Linked DNA regions of Mus musculus: all the other regions are linked to region 1. A link is a contact called in public HiChIP or PLAC-seq data. All regions are on one chromosome and are shown on one strand. Each heading gives the region's core, a stretch centred on a gene start, on an enhancer-like site or on the middle of the called end of the contact. The rest is flanking DNA. Distances are from core to core; before and after follow the strand shown. Region 1 overlaps Cfap61 (cilia and flagella associated protein 61). Region 2 has its middle 13 kb from the start of Ralgapa2. Region 3 overlaps Ralgapa2 (Ral GTPase activating protein, alpha subunit 2 (catalytic)).

What was found. HiChIP or PLAC-seq counts read pairs in DNA pulled down with a chosen protein or histone mark.
Region 2: a FOXA1 HiChIP or PLAC-seq map of pancreatic cancer cells shows a contact between it and region 1. The contact joins two enhancer-like sites. A contact is called at or near these places in 2 of 115 datasets of contacts at active chromatin or transcription factors (craniofacial prominence and pancreatic cancer cells).
Region 3: a FOXA1 HiChIP or PLAC-seq map of pancreatic cancer cells shows a contact between it and region 1. The contact joins two enhancer-like sites. A contact is called at or near these places in 2 of 484 Hi-C or Micro-C datasets (frontal cortex and stem cell-derived epiblast-like cells) and 1 of 115 datasets of contacts at active chromatin or transcription factors (pancreatic cancer cells).

The regions. Positions count from the first base shown.
Region 1 is chr2:146,026,212-146,029,326 of GRCm38.p6, forward strand. All of the region lies in intron 13 of Cfap61 (cilia and flagella associated protein 61), which reads left to right. Among named protein-coding and RNA genes, the nearest start is that of Gm34629, 72 kb to the right of the region's middle. Within about 2 kb of position 1,495, at least 23 of the 459 cell types and tissues checked have an H3K27ac peak or open chromatin away from gene starts, as enhancers often do. A contact at or near this core is called in pancreatic cancer cells, where this site is marked.
Region 2 is chr2:146,523,876-146,526,990 of GRCm38.p6, forward strand. No RefSeq gene overlaps it. Among named protein-coding and RNA genes, the nearest start is that of Ralgapa2, 13 kb to the left of the region's middle. Within about 2 kb of position 1,461, at least 21 of the 459 cell types and tissues checked have an H3K27ac peak or open chromatin away from gene starts, as enhancers often do. A contact at or near this core is called in pancreatic cancer cells, where this site is marked.
Region 3 is chr2:146,362,718-146,365,832 of GRCm38.p6, forward strand. The region is part of intron 24 of Ralgapa2 (Ral GTPase activating protein, alpha subunit 2 (catalytic)); the gene reads right to left. Among named protein-coding and RNA genes, the nearest start is that of A930019D19Rik, 100 kb to the left of the region's middle. Within about 2 kb of position 1,479, at least 19 of the 459 cell types and tissues checked have an H3K27ac peak or open chromatin away from gene starts, as enhancers often do. A contact at or near this core is called in pancreatic cancer cells, where this site is marked.

The DNA.
Region 1 (3,115 bases), core at 245-2,744:
TCTCCCTCTCCTCTCCCTCTCCTCTCCCTCTCCTCTCCCTCTCCTCTCCCTCTCCTCTCCCTCTCCTTTCCCTCTCCTCTCCCTCTCCTCTCCCTCTCCTCTCCTCTCCTCTCCTCTCCTCTCCTCTCCTCTCCTCTCCTCTCCTCTCCTCTCCTCTCCTCTCCTCTCCTCTCCTCTCCTCTCCTCTCCTCTCCTCTCCTCTCCTCTCCTCTCTCTTTCTCTTGTAGTAACTACTGGGGTCTTAAAAGGAGAACATTTCATTTGTATATTAATCGCTAAGATGTTCCCAAAGGTAGCACTGGGTTTGATGTCAGCTAACAGATTGCTTTCCCACGTTCCCTGATTTGCCCATTCTTCTTGGTCTCTCTTCTTGTTCAGTCATTAATGGAAGTCACATTTAGTGGAACTGGTAGCTCATTCCCTTTTGCTATCCTCCCAAGCCTTACCTTTCTGAAATTTGACATTTTTCCTTTGTAGGAAGACATGTCAGTCTTACTCATCCAACTAATATTTACTGTGCTAGAAATATTTAACTTCTTGGCTAGGTCACACAACCCTTGTCAACATTACTCAGGAAATAAAGATGGGCTTCGCTAGTCAGCCTCTGAGTGATCTCGCCTTTAATATATTTGTTTGATTTGCTTTTGTGAGTGGCTCACACATACTTTGTTACCATTTTCTCCCCCTCTATGATATCACTGTCTTACTCATTTCAGGCTCATGTTGCCACGGCCAGTCTGTGGTGAGATCAAATCTGTCCTTGGTTCCTTAGGCCCTCAGTAGGCCTCTCTGAACAGAATGAATAGAAACTTCATTCTTCGAGACCATGGTTTTGTCTAGGGCAAGGTTGCCTTCTCGATTGTGTTTGGTTCACACTAGTCCTGATGGGTAGATTGTGTGATGACTACACTTGCCATACATTCTTCTTTCTAGCTTTATGTCCCTTGACTGGCGTCAAAATTGTCTAGTTTTCTGTGAGACAGTATCAGGAAAGATACACAAACGTGTGGTTTCTAAAGGCGTTGGGTTTACAGAGACACGTGGCAAGTTTTTCCTCTTACTTTTCACGTGTCATTTGTTATTTTATTATGTGTGCAATCAGACGGAAAACCTCAAATTCTGACCTTGAAGCCCAGACTCAGTGGGCATTTTGTTGTTGTTTTAATTTTTGTTTTGCTTTTTTAGGAAATGAATAAAACATCTTGTGGTTAAGTAGATTACCAAGACTGAAAAATTATAAGGTCCAAGAAGAGCCAGTGGGCAACGGCTTCATCCTTTCTTCACTGGCCCTGAGAGTTCACACATTGAAGGAGAGAAATGGTGGGAAGGGCTAGAAAGCAGGATTTCTGCAGAGAACGTGCCCGCTGAGAGCCCTGTGCCTAGGCAAGGAAAAGGGACAGCTAATCTCCCACTTTGGTTTAGGGTGCCTTAAGAATTGTGCTCGAGTCTGTAAGAAAAGATTAGCTGAGTCATTATGGGGTCACCAAGTGTACATTTGCTTCTAGGAAGGCTGTGCATGACAGAAACAGAAGGGAACAGAGCCACTGGAGTGTTCTCTTTCTGACTTATACCCAGCAGGACTGAAAGAATAGGCCTTCAGTAGTGACTGTAACAAGAGAAGGTTAGAAACTTCTAGGAGCATGTAGGGGGGAGAGGAAGGTAGACTGGTATTCAGAAACATTCACTGAGCCACTACCATCTGCAGTCCTGCCATGCCCCAAGGCGATGTGCAGATATGAGAGCGGATTTTGTGTGTTTAAATATTTATCAATAGAATCAGAGTTTGTATTATACAAGTCTTAGTATCTTTTTTTTTTTACAATGAATATGTTTACTCTTTATGATTTATCTAAGGATATGGCAAGAAGTAAAGATAGCTGCTTGGTAACTGGACAGCACCTGCTGTCTCCATTTGGAGAATGTATATGATACATCATATATATCGTGATTGCACATATTTATATAAACAAAGCATACTCCCCCTCCCTTTACTTCCTTTCTACCTTTCCCCCCAAGCATTTATAAGAGTTCTTTCAAAATAGCCTGATTTTCCTTGGGGCTTTCCATAGCTAAAACATAAAGACCATCATATTTCATGGTCCATGCACTATAAACTTTTAAGGGATTTTTGGTTTATTTCTCTGATTGTGGTTCTGGAATCAATACAGGGTCAATCCAATGGAAGCAGGAATCATGAGCCAACCTTTTCCCCCCAATGGGGTCCCAGCACCTGGCCACCCTGGGGACACTCCAGGTTTCAGAACCGGTTATTTGTGACTAGGGTGAATGAATTAACCCTTCTTAGTAATGTCAGTTTAACAATTGAGTTTTAGGCAAATACATTTTAATTGGGAGGTTAGTCAATTTTCTCTTCTTTTCTCTTCTTTTCTTTTCTTCTCTCTTCTTTTCTTTTCTTTTCCTTTCTTTTTTTATTCTTTAATCTTTTTTCCCAGTCCAGTCGTTATCCCCCTCCCAGTTCACTCTCTGACTACTCCTTATCCCATACTTCCTCCCCCACATCCAAGAAAGTGTGTCTCCACCTCACCCCACCCCACCAGGCCTCCCCACTCCCTGGGGCCTCAAGCATCTTGAGGTTTAGATGCATCTTCTCTCACTGGGGCCAGACCCGGCAGTCCTCTGCTGTGTATGTAAGGTGTGTGTGTGTGGGGGGCTCCTATCAACTGGTGTATGCTGTCTGTCTGTTTGGTGGCTCGGTGTCTGGGAGATCTCAGGGGTCCAGGTTATATGAGACTGCTAGTCCTCGTACAGAGTGGCCCTCCTCCTCAGCTTCTTCCAGCTTTTCCCTAATTCAACCACAGGGGTCATCAGCTTCTGTCCATTGGTTGAGTGTTAGTATCTATATCTGAATCTTTCAGCTGCTTGTTAGAATTCTCAGAGGGCAGCCATGCTAGGCTTCTGTCTGTAAGTACATGATAGCATCAGTAGTAGTGTCAGGCCTTGGAGCCTCCCCTTGAGCTGGATCCCAATGTGGACCTCCTTTTCCTCAGGCTCTTCTCCATTTTTGTCCCTTCAGATCCTTCTAAATGCTCCTGTCAGTTTTTGTCCAGAGCAATGAGGATGTGTACCCATGCCACATTTGTCTTTCCTTACTGCA
Region 2 (3,115 bases), core at 211-2,710, 500 kb after region 1:
AGCTACTGCCCTAGGCTGCAGGCACCCAACTGCCTGTGAGTCTGTAAGCCTCACTTCCAAAGGAAGTGAGCACTGCTAAGCACTGCTCTCAGAGCTTTTGTAATCCACACATCCTTTATGATAGATGTACAACAGATATTCGATAACTAACAGGACCAATGAGTGCTTTCTCTCTTCCCATGGTCACCCTGGAATCAGAAGCATGCATTATAGACTTCTCATTAACTTTGTGGTGCAAGACAACTCCCCCCAAAACCCATAAGAAGGAAACCCTGCATTGCCTTGAGGGACTGAACTTTCCTTGGATACCCCCCACTATGCTGTCTTTCAACAGCATCAAGAATCTCCCTAATAAATCTCTTACTCAAAAAACCTCTTGCCTTGTTTCTCTCTTGAGCTTCACAAGTTGACTTGTTTCTCTTTTCCCTTTCCATCAGTTTAACCATAAGACCTCATAATGGCATTGCAAAATTTCAAAATTCTTAAAGGCATCATTTTATAGGGTGGAATGGTGAGTAGTTAAATACTCTCACTGTGATGTGTTACCTCAACACAGGTCCCAAAGTGACAGGACCAACAGGCCAGGAACCATAACCTTCACAACTACAAGTCAAAGCAAACCAATCTCTCTGTTAAGTTGGAAAACTAACACACCCTAACATTACCTGTGCAGTCTTAAGTGGGAGACATAATTCTCCAATCCTCTGCTTCTCACACCTATGAAAGGAGATTAAATTGTACATTTGAAAGGAGATAAACTAGGGTATTTATTTTAGGGCACAAACAAGCATTAAAGGAATCTTGCACAATGCCCAGTTTGAAGAAACTTCATAAATATTATTTTGTTTTTCTTTCTTCCAGACTTCCTTAAACATATGAACAGGGTGGCTCCTACAGGCTAAAACTGTGCGTTCATGTGTCCCTGTGTTTATGACTATGTCATCTGGTATGGAGGAAGGGGATGCCATTGCTGCACTTCCCATGATTTTACATAGCTTTCACTCAAGACATCAGCAGAATAAGCCGAAGCAAGGGTTTGCAGAGCCTCTGTTCCCTATGACAGTTAATCATTGTCAGCTCGACTTGATTTATAGTATATAAACCATATCGATAATTTCAGCTATAATCATAATAAAAATAATGTTTAGAGGCTTAAAGATTGGTATGAGTAACCTATCCAAAATATGCTGTACTTTTTAGTCTGTAACAGCTTGCACAAACTAGGCAAACCTCAAAGAGTTGCTTCTGTCACACTGGCCTATGGGCATGTCTATGGGCATTTTTCTTGGTTAATGATTTACATGGGAGGGTCTAAGCCACACACACACACACACACACACACACACACACACACACACACAGGGTACTTAAGAAAGGTCACTGAGCAAGCCCTAGGAGTAAGCCAATTGACAGCACTCCTCCCTGGCCTCTGATTCAGCTCCTGTTGCTGTTTGAGTTCCTGTCTTGGTTAACCTGTAAGCCAAACAAATATTTTCTTTTTCTCCATGATGGTTTGGGTCAGTGTTTTTATCACAGCAACAAAGACGCAAACTAGGGCAAATGTCAAGTGCTGTTTCTCCTCTCTCCGCCTCCGCCTCTGCCTCCCCCTCCCCCTCCCCCCCCTTCATCCCTCCCTCCCTTCCTTTCTCTCTCTCTCTCTCTCTCTCTCTCTCTCTCTCTCTCTCTCTCTCTCTCTCTCTCTCTCTCTCGTTTATTTTTTAAAGAGTCTAATGAGGAAGTATTTTATCCCCAATATTATCAACAAAAAGAGTAATGTCAATGATTTTGCTGAGTCACAAAATAGATATTTTTTTTCTGACTCCAGAAGAAAAAAAAAAGCATGCAAGAAGGACAGTGCTTTTTAAAAGCATAAACGACCCAAGTCATCTTTGGATATAGTATAAAAAATTCACTTGATACATTGTGCCATTGAATGAAACTAAACAAATTGGTCATCAAATGCCTCTAATCCTAGTATCTGTTATAACATTTGAAAGTGAATAATGATACATTCTAAAGATAAGTGCCAATTGTATCTATGAAAGGCAGAAATAGATTTGTTTTTATGTAAGAATCTTAAGGTTGCTCAAGCACTGGAACATTCAGGGATGACTTTCTACATCAGGACCTCTTGATCTCTGCAAGAGGAGCGACATGTGAAAGTAAAATGCCGGAGCCACAGAATACAAGGACTAAAGAAGAAAATTCTTCCTCATTGAAGATGGGTTATTAGCCATATTTTACAGCATTACAAAGTAGTATGTCTCATTATTTTAAGTATGAAGAGGAAGAGAATTTGGTGGCATACGCCTTTAACCCCCAGTGCTTGGGAGGCAGAGGCAAGTAGATCTCTGAGTTCAAGGCCAAGCTGGTCTACAAAATGAATTCCAGGACAGCCAGGGCTACACAGAGAAACCCTGTCTTGAAAAAACCAAAAAGGAAAAAGAAACAAAGAAAGAAAAACAAAAGAATTCAAAAATATTTCTCTGTTACTCTCCCACCCCCACCCCCCCACCTCCCTACCCCCGCTGCCTACACATACTTCCTTAAGAGCCTTGATTTCTCTCGCCTGTGTGTGTGACATCTTAGAACTAAATTGTGTCTTGTGGAGTGGTTTTGACTTACTAACAATTGGTTCCGTTTCTGAACACATAAATACTTTCAGAAATGCATTTGTAATCTGTTCTCCCCCACCCTACTATGACAATGGTCACTTGATTTGGGATAGTATAAAGCCCTTCAAGAAAATACCATGGCAGAAAAAAACCTCCACACCATCTGAATGCAATTCTTTAGGATGGTCATAGTTAGCCTTGAATTCATATATAATTATATAAATACAAATAAATGTTTGAAGCAAGGCTGTCCTCTATGAACCTGTCTCATTTGGTATAAACTTAATGGACCCACTTTGCTTCCATTCCATTTTTCTCTATTCATTTTCCAGGGAAATTTTGCAACTGCAGCCAGCCCATTATACTGCAATTGCTCAATGAGGAAAACCTTTGTTTTCTTTTTATTGAAAAATAAACTTTCCTCTTACATAATATATCCTGATTATGTTTCCCCTCCTTCTTCTCCAAGTTCCTTCCTCCCTACCCCCTCATTCTGATCC
Region 3 (3,115 bases), core at 229-2,728, 340 kb after region 1:
ACTTGAAGTTTGGCATTTCAGTGAACGTTTTCTTACACAAAATAAATGGATATATATGATTTATAGATAAAAGATAAGAGGAAAATATGTGATAGATAGATGACAGATAGATAAAAGGAAGGGATTGGAAAAAAAAAACCCTAAACCAAGGTTTCTTCCCTGTTAATATTTAAGCCTGTTTTAATCACATCCTGCGATACACTTTAGGGTCTATATCAGCCAAGACAAACATTCTCTGGGCTGAGCAGATGGATGCTGCAGGTTAGAAAGTGTGTAGTAGACTCATGCTCCAGGAGTGGAACAAAAGATCTACCTTTTTCATAATTAAGCCTCTGATTAATGCCCTGGGCTCCTCACCACACACCTGTAATTACTCACAGAGGTATGCATTGTGCTGGGGCCTTGTCTCAGAATATCAGGCATCAAGCTTTCCAGCAGCAGATGGAAGCACATTTCTGTTGACATATGCTGCAATGAATGGATTCGTGCAAACCTGGCTAGCAAGGTACCAGAATGCCATGCATCTGAAGATTAATAATGCAAACAGCCATGATGTTAGCTTTGTTATGTTTGCCTTAATTCCATCTGGTGAGATGAGGAGCTAAAACCCTGAAGCCTAAGGGCTTTAAAAACCTTTAAGCATTTAGCACACACTAAACTCAAATGAGCCATTTTCACCACTGGAATTTAGAAATTTTGGTTTAAAGATGGTTTTCTGGAATAGGTTTGTGGGGACTAGGAATTGAATAATAAGCTGAAACCATAGTTTATAAACTTGCTTCATTGGTGAGTATGCAGAAAGACTTAGGGGGGTTAAAACCATACACTCAGAAACTACAAAACTGTCACTGGTGCTAGAGATGGCAGAGACAAAGTACTTGAGATAAAGTCACAGGGCTCACCCACTCCCTGGACCTGGGCCAGTGACTTCAACTGAACCTGCTTCTATGGGCAAAGAGATGGGAAAAAGAGGGACAATGACAGATGGCAAGCCTGCCCTACTTTACCACCCACGTAAGACAGAGCCTGGAGAGAAAGTGTGCCTTTGCAATAGTCACTAAGGACAGCACTGGGGTAGGGTTAATTCGGGGGTTAAAGAGGGGGCCATATGACCAGTCAGCCAAATTACCACCACATGCTGGCTTACTTTGCTTATCTACACTGAAATGGAGCAGTCCAAAAGGTCTACCTTTGAGATAACACTTTAAAATTAGGAGTAGCCACATGGCACTCAGGAGAGCATCTGCCATCCATGTTCCCAACAGAGGACCATGCACTATGAGCTCTACTCATCTCTACATTTGATCTCAGTCAAAAGGCCGAGAAGCGATTCCACTCATCTCTAACTCCTCCACCTCAAGGTATTACCATCAATCTTTGAAAATTCAAAATAAAATCCTTCCTGGTCTGATAGTTTACATAGCCTATAGGGCTTTCCATATGAACAAGACAGAATGGCATTCAGCACGCACCCATCACACCAGGGCTAGTCCTCATGCCCTTTGTAGTAGCCTCACTATAAAGCAAGCAGGATTTGTCTAGTACATTTTTTCAAAGTGACTCACATTTTTGAAATGTAAAGTTACAATAGAAAAAGATTACCTTTTGTCAGAAACTTCTTTAAAACAATATAGTATTAACAAGCAAATGATGATGAATTTCTTGTAAAAACATCACTAGCTGCCAGAAGTCCTTACTTTGAGATAGGCACTCGTCTTTAAAACGGAGGTTTACAATGTCATAGGGCCAACCACCATGGCTGTACCACCTCCACCTGGCCTGAGAAAGTTGTAAGGATGGGTTGTGATGAACAAAAAGGCTGTTATTCTTATCAAATGATTCCTTCCTTCTCTCAAGGCTGACTCTACTGTAACCACTGTTGGGAAATTTCCCTGTGTTCAAACCCTGTGAAGTACTCTAGAACTGAGGCCACAAGGCCTGGATTCAATACTGTGGGTCACCCCCAAAGCAATGTGTTTCTCTCTTCCCTAAGATGAGATGACCCTTCCTTAATGAGCAGTAGGCAGTGGGATGCAGATGCAAATAGATGTTTTATGGAGGCTTTCAAAGTACAGAAGTAAACAGTGCTAGCAATGTTTTTCAAAATGAAGAATTTTTACTCTATATAACGTACTTCAAAGGTTCACTCAATATTATTTATTTAGTTAGGTTTTTTGTTTGTTTGGTTTTTGTTTTTTTGAAACAATGTTTCTCTGTGTAACAGCCTACTTTATAGACCAGGCTGTCTCTAACTCACAAAAATCTACCTGCCTTGGCCTCTCAAGTGCTGGGATTAAAGGGGGAGGCACTACTATGCCTGGCCCCCTAATAATTTATTGAATGAATGTTTTAATAATCTACTGAGGGAAGGTATTTTTTAAAATTTCAGAGATAACATAGAGAAGTTACTTTGATCATACATTACCCCAGAAATTAAAAAGCTCTAGCAATCAGTACCCTAAGACAACCCCTTTAACAAGCAATTAGAGATTGTGTATATAACTTGGGGGTAAAATGGAAGCAAATTCAGGAACACAACCTGTAAGTTTTCTAAGCTTTAGCCTTTTGAGGAATTGTAGCACTCAAACAAGTGAGTCTGGTAGTAAGATCTGATTTTCTTTTTTTTCTGTACCTTTTAAACAGACTAAACAAGTAGTTAAAGTAAACAACAGGCTTTGCGGTAAATGGAGTCTGGAGCAGGAATCAGGTTTATTCTTTAAGTTGACTAGGATGGAGCAGACAAACCACGTTTTTTACTGGAGAGAAACCACCCTGTGACCTGCTGCCACACGGTGAACAGGACACACTGCCCCTTCCCGTTTTAGTGAAAGGTCCGTATGCAAGCTCCAGGCTGAGTGGGAAAGCCAGACTGTGAGATGCTAACTGTGCCTTTGCAGCTTATCACCAGGTTCTGGCTTATGAGAAAGCGACTGGTGAGAACATCTGTCTCTTATCACTGATCTTGCAAAAAAATCAGGTAATTCAAATAGAGGCGTGTTGTTTCCTCTCCTCCAAAGCACAGTTCTATAAACACAAACTACATCCAGCCCCTCAAATGAATCACTTTAATTGAATGCTATGTACACAGTAACTGGAAAAACTATAAGTGATAAGG